2 separate regions of the Sus scrofa genome follow, and region 2 is linked to region 1. Evidence: chromatin contacts called from public HiChIP or PLAC-seq data. All regions are on one chromosome and are shown on one strand. The core of a region is the stretch at or near the end of the contact, and the rest is flanking DNA. Distances in the headings are between cores, read along the strand shown. Region 1 holds the start of NDRG1 (protein NDRG1). Region 2 overlaps WISP1 (WNT1-inducible-signaling pathway protein 1).

The links. HiChIP or PLAC-seq counts read pairs in DNA pulled down with a chosen protein or histone mark.
Region 2: an H3K27ac HiChIP or PLAC-seq map of alveolar macrophages shows a contact between it and region 1. The contact joins the enhancer-like site here to the promoter of NDRG1 in region 1. A contact is called at or near these places in 6 of 47 Hi-C or Micro-C datasets (blood, embryonic fibroblasts, heart right ventricle and 3 more) and 1 of 2 datasets of contacts at active chromatin or transcription factors (alveolar macrophages).

Annotation. Positions count from the first base shown.
Region 1 is chr4:8,012,902-8,015,718 of Sscrofa11.1, forward strand. NDRG1 (protein NDRG1) reads left to right here and starts at 1,544. Exons shown (of 16, transcript XM_021088875.1): 1 at 1,544-1,711.
Region 2 is chr4:8,088,376-8,091,469 of Sscrofa11.1, forward strand. All of the region lies in intron 2 of WISP1 (WNT1-inducible-signaling pathway protein 1), which reads right to left. Among named protein-coding and RNA genes, the nearest start is that of WISP1, 21 kb to the right of the region's middle. Within about 2 kb of position 1,521, at least 18 of the 83 cell types and tissues checked have an H3K27ac peak or open chromatin away from gene starts, as enhancers often do. A contact at or near this core is called in alveolar macrophages, retroperitoneal adipose tissue and subcutaneous adipose tissue, where this site is marked.

The DNA.
Region 1 (2,817 bases), core at 294-2,793:
GGGAGCAACGCATGTTTGTTGAAAGCCAAAATGGGGGAAGTAAGGGAATAAGAATGTATGTGTGTCAGGTAAAAGAAAGCGGTCCTACAGATGGCTAGATCTGGCAGGTCTTCAGAAGACAGGGGGGCTCTGGAGGGTGCCACGTCCCCAGTGTCTAGAACAGAGACTGGACATAGCAGGTGCTCAATCCAGTTACCCAGTGAATGAACTCAGCTTAAGCTTCTTATGTGGATGGGGAAACTGAGACTTGGGGGTCCTATGGTATGACTCTGAGGGAAAAGACGTTGCCTCTTCAGTCTTTTTTCCAGCAGCTGAGCACAGGACCTGGCTCGCATCAGTGGCTCTGTCCCAATGACAGAACAGGTAAATCTCAGAGCCTAGGGAAGCAAATGGCAAACACAGAGGAAAACCACCTGGACCCCTGCACTGAGCAAAGCAAGGGCTGGTGCTGGGAAGAGGTTAGCATCAGCAAGCAGAGGGATGGTGGGGGCAGGGCGCAGGTGCCTGCAAACACAAGTCTGGGCAAGGGGCCTTTCTTTACCCATAAAATGATGTTTTCCTAATGCGGTGATTCTCGCTCCGGCTGCACACTTGAACCATTCGGGAACCCTTAACATACCTCGATGCCTGGTCTGCAATCCCTGAGATTCTGATCAAACTGTACTGGGGTGGAGCCCTGGCACGTACCTTCCGGGAAAAAAAAAAAAAAAGTTCCGCGGTGGATTCAGATATGCAGAGCGAGTTGAGAACACACAGGCAAAACCAGACAGCAGACAAGGCAAGTAAGCGAGGAAAGGTGCTCAGTACAAGGTCTGGGAATCAGGCGAGGGGAGAGTGAGAAACATCTCTTTCAGCCAGGGTCCTGGGGGCTGGACCCCGCGCATAGGCTATGAACTGAGCGGTGGGTGGGAAGGGGAGTGGGGTGACCAGGCGTTAGGGTGAGCTGAGCAAGACGGTCGTGGTTAAAAGGGAGCGAGGATTTCAGCGGTGAGCTGATGCAACAAGGAAGGGGCCTGAGGTGAGAAGGAGGCCGCCCTGGGAAGGCAGCTAAATGGGTCTCTGAGCTAAGACACGGAGGAAGTGGGGGAGTCTCCGCTAAGGGATGTCGGGGCATGGCCCGATGGGACTCGGAAGAAGACGCTCTGAGATGGAGATGGGGCCACTCGGTCACACAGAGACACACGGAAGTCCACATGCACACGCAGGGGCGCGCACAGGAACACGCACCCGCGCACAAAAGCATCCCCGGTGCACACACGCCCACTGCACACACCGAGGCCCCGGCTTTCCGGGCGAAGGAGGGGACCGCAAAGAGGAACGGCAGCCGGGACTGGGAGGCCCCTCCCCGCCGCACCCCTACTCCGGCTTGCGCAACAGGCGGCGGCTCCAACCGGCGCCCGCCGCGCGCAGCCCCAGCACAGCCCGGCGCGCCGTGGGGAGCGGGAGGAGCGCCTGGGAGGAGGGAGCGGGCGAGGGGTGTGTCCCCGCTGCGCGCTGGGCCCCGGGCGGGAGGGGGCGGGGCGAGGCGCCGGGGGGCGGGGCCGCGGCGCGTATAAAATCGTCCTCCTCCGGGGCATAAACAAACCTCGTCTGGCTCCTCACTCCAGCTCAGCGGCGGCACACGCCCCTGATCGCCACTCGCCTCGCTGCTTCTGGGCGCCGCGCCGCCAGCCTAGCTCCGGCTCCTTTTGCTTCTCTCCCTCCACCCTAGGTAAGCCCGACGCGCTCTTCCCGTCGAGCGGGAAGGGATTGGTCTCCCGCGAGGGCTGCTGCAGCTCCTGGATCGCTCTTTGTGGCCCCCTGGAGCTGCAAGTCCTTGGCCTCCCCGTGGCGCGAGAGCGAACGCGAGGAGGGGCTTTGGGGCCTGGGCACTGCTGGAATGGGGGATTTCGGTTTGACAAGTGGAGGAAAAAAAGGTCGCTGTTCACCTTTTTCCCTAGCTGAGGAAGTGGGATCCTGAGGGTCGGGGTGGGGGGCAGAGAGGTGCGCGGGAAAGGTGCTTCCCAAGGCCTCTCAGATCACAGCTGGCGCCGCGGGCCTTGGGGCGAGCTGGACATGGGAGCAGAAGGGACCAGGAGAGAGAGAGAGAGAGAGAGAGAGAGAGAGAGAGAGAGAGAGAGAGTGAGTGTGTGTGTGTGTGTGTGTGTGTGTGTGTGTGTGTGTGTGTGTGTAGGTGGGGTGGGGTGTGTCCCTGGAGTGAGCTGTCTGAGGAAGGAGGGATTGGGCGCGCGGGTGTAGAAGGGAACTGGGTAGGGGTGATCAGCGCTGGGGATGAGGCTGGAGAAGGGGCCGTGGGTGTGTATGGTTCCCAAAAGGTGCCCAGAACCAGTGTGCGTCCGAGGGGCTGGGCCCGATTCAGCCTGGAAGCCCGGGTGGGGCGCGCGCTCGCTTGTGTGTGTATATGTGTGTGTTGGGGGAGGGTCCGCGGTGTGTCACGGAGCGTGCGACACGAGCGGGAGCGAGTGCGGCTGGGCAGGGCGCGCCCTCCGAGGTGGCCCAGGGTGGGCGCTGTGGCGGCGCCAACGAGGTGGCCTGGGCCAGAGGGGTCGTGTGGGCATCTGGCGGCCCTGCGCTGGCTGGGACTTGGAGTGGCGTCATTTTTGCCTCCGCCCACCCTCCCTCTTGGTCCTTCTCGCCGCTGCCTCCCGGGCCCGCCTCTCCTGCCCTCCCGGGTGGAGAACAGCTGGAAGCTGCTTGGCGGATCCTGGGAGATCCGCCGCCGCGGTCTCTGATTCAGCCTTGGGCAGGGCGTGTGCAACGTGGTGGGCTCCTGGGGAAACGGCGCTGTCACCACCGCTTGGGTCAAATTAGTGGCTG
Region 2 (3,094 bases), core at 271-2,770, 75 kb after region 1:
GGCCAGAGAGCCGGGGCGGGCGGGGGTGGGGGCGCTCAGGTTCTGAGTGACTTGGAAGGACTCTGACAGATGGGGTCAAGGATGAGAGGAGCGCCCTTAAGGACCCCTAGTTCTGAGACCCGAGCCTTGGAAGGAGCAGGGTTGCGAGGGGGCAGGGGTGGACTCAAGTTCTTCACTAGACACAAGATGCCTGGTTGACATCAGAGTGGCCGTGCGGAGTTGGATCTGCAAGCCTGCGGATCCAGGAGAGATCCGGGCTGCCGGGCCCCCGGCCACAGTCCCTTTCTTGATGTCAGGTGGGCCCTGAGGACAGTGTCTGGAAGCGGAGGCAGAGCGCCTAGGGCAGCAAGAGCGTCCACCCGAGGAGAGTTAGTTTGGCATCTGCAGTCCGCCAGGAGTTGAAGCTTATCTCCTGGCTTCGCCTGAAGGTGGTTAATAATAATAATAATAATAATAATAATCGCTGGAGTTCCCGATGTGGTGCAGTGGGTTATGACACTGACTGCAGCGACTCAGGTCATTGCAGAGGCATGAGTTTGATCCCCAGCCTGGTGCAGTGGGTTAAAGGATCTGGTGTTGCCATAGCTGCAGCATAGGCCACAGCTATGGCTGGGGTTCAGTCCCTGGCCGGGGACCTCCATAGGCCACAGATGCAGCCATTAAAAACAAACAAACAAACAAAAAAATCCCAGAAGTTCCCGTGGTGGCTCAGCCAGTTACAAACACACTATAGTATCCATGAAGATGTGGGTTTGATCCCTGGCCTCACTCGCTGGGTTAAAGGTCCAGTGTTGCCTTGAGCTGTGGTGCAGGTTGCAGATGCAGCTCGGATCTGGTGTTGCTGTGGCTGTGGTGTAGGTCGGCAGCTGCAGCTCTGCTTTGACCCCTAACCTGGGAACTTTGATGTGCTGTGGGTGTGGCCCTAAAAAGACAAAAAAAAAAAAAAAAAAAAGAAGAAAGAAAAAAATCCTTCTAACAGGAGTGAAGGTTCTTGGTCACCCAACCCACTTTATCTTAAGTTTCCTGGCGTTGCTGACTTCGTCATATAAGAAAGCCTTCGCATGCACACGTCATCACCTTCATTCTCACCTAAAGCAACCCCAGTGTCACCGAGGCCGAGTCACGTGCCCAAGGCGACAGAGCTCGACTCAGCAGAGCAGCAGGGGCAGGATCACAGCCTATGGGAATGTTGGGGGTGACCGCTGGTTTTCCTGGGAGGTGATTTTGCCAGAGGAGGTGCAGACAGGAAAGGGGGTGGCACTGCCCATCTGACCTCATGCCAGGCACCACCTGATACATCATCTCGTGTGCTCCTGGCAGTGACCGTAGCGGGGAAGCTTTGTTTTCTTCCTTTGGGGGACAGTGAGCTCAGGGGGGATAGTGATTCATCAGCTCAAGGTCACCCAGCTGGCGACCGATGAAGCTGCACCCCAGGCCCGGGGGAGCTGACTCCAGGGTCCGTTTCCTTCCACCAGACACCAGTGGGGGAGGGGATATAGGAAAACAAAGCGGAGGAAGTGCTGGGTGAATCACTCATCTTTGCTTCATGAGTCACTCCCGGTGGCGCCCTCTGGCTCCAGGGAGCGGGTGCAAGCGGGTGTGTGTGTGTGTGTGTGTGCGCACGCGCGCGCATGTGTGTTGGTGGCGGGAGGGAAGGGACTGTGCCGGAGCCCATCTCTGCCTCTGTGTGTGGAGAAGGAGTGCTGGGTGCCTGGGAGCCCTCAGCACCGTGGTTCTCATCATGGGCCGCCCCATGGCACGGCCAGAGAAGCTCTTTAACATTTTGATGCCCGCATCATGTCCCGGTATATGGGTATAAGGGGGCAGAGCTGGGCTGTGGTGTTTTTATTTGTGTGCCCTTGGTAACTGTCCTGGTGAATCCAGCCTCTCGGCAGAACTGGGAACCTCTGCATCTGAAAAGCTTGGGGTGCGGGTAAGGGATGGATGAATCCGTATGACAGCTGCGGATGGTCTCATCAGCAGACTCTGGTTCCCCTTCCTCATTCGCCTGCTCTCTCACTGATTGAAGGACCAGCTTCTCGCCAGTTTCCTTCACCATCCTGACTGGCAAGTCCAGGCACGCGTTGCTGAGCCTTCCTCTGATTGAGGAACTTCCAGGAATTCAAGTCACCTTGCTGTGTCCTCTGGACATTCACAGCCCTCACCCACCCTCCTGGGGGTCTGTCTGCTGCATGAGAGGAGGGACAGCGGGCCATGCCTTACTGTCACCCCGTCTTGTATTATCACGAACCTGTGTTCATGGAGGGAATGGATGGATGGATGGATGGACGGATGGTAGGGTGAGTCCTACCCTGCACTGGGCCTCTGCTCTGTATCAGGCACTCAGCTTCCCACACACCCAAGGAGGTAGGCATTATTTGTTGCATTTTCCTTGATGAGGAAGCTGACACTTAAAAAGGTTAAGCAGCCTTCCTAAAACCATTGTGCTAGTTAGTGATGACACTGGGGTTCCAGCTCAGGTTGTCTAGCTCCCAACAACATGCATGAATTGTCTACTCCATCCGACTGGGGAGTCTGAGCTTAGAAGCAGAACCTGCTCCCAAATTGTGCGGATGATGGGGACTGGGCTAAGGTGACCTCTACAGAGGACAATTGAGGCAAACGAGGCAGTCACCACGAGCAGCCAGTCACATTTTAGGCCCTACTGAAATCTTTTGTTTAAGTCCAACCACCACGCAAGGCTGGTTAGATCAAGCTCCTTACGTGACGTGCCCAAGGTCACGTAACCAGCGAGGGGCAGAGCCAGGGTTCCAAACCCAAGTCCATCTGCCTGTACATTTCACAGTCCTTCCAGCAAACCACACTGCCTTCCAGCCTGACCCCTCTGCACTGAATGCAGAATCCTGTTTGTACAACCAAAATAGCCAAACAGTCCAATTCAGAGGTCACTCTCTGCCCACAGATGTATTTAGTTTGGCCCACAGAGTGTTTTTCAAAAAATTTTTGAATGTGTTGCCAACACTTACAAATCTGGATTTTTGGATTCTCCTGAGAACTGAGCAGCCGGCACCAGACCAAGCTCACTTTTCTGCCTGGCCTCCATGGCTGGGACCCAGGACGCTTGACCTCTGAC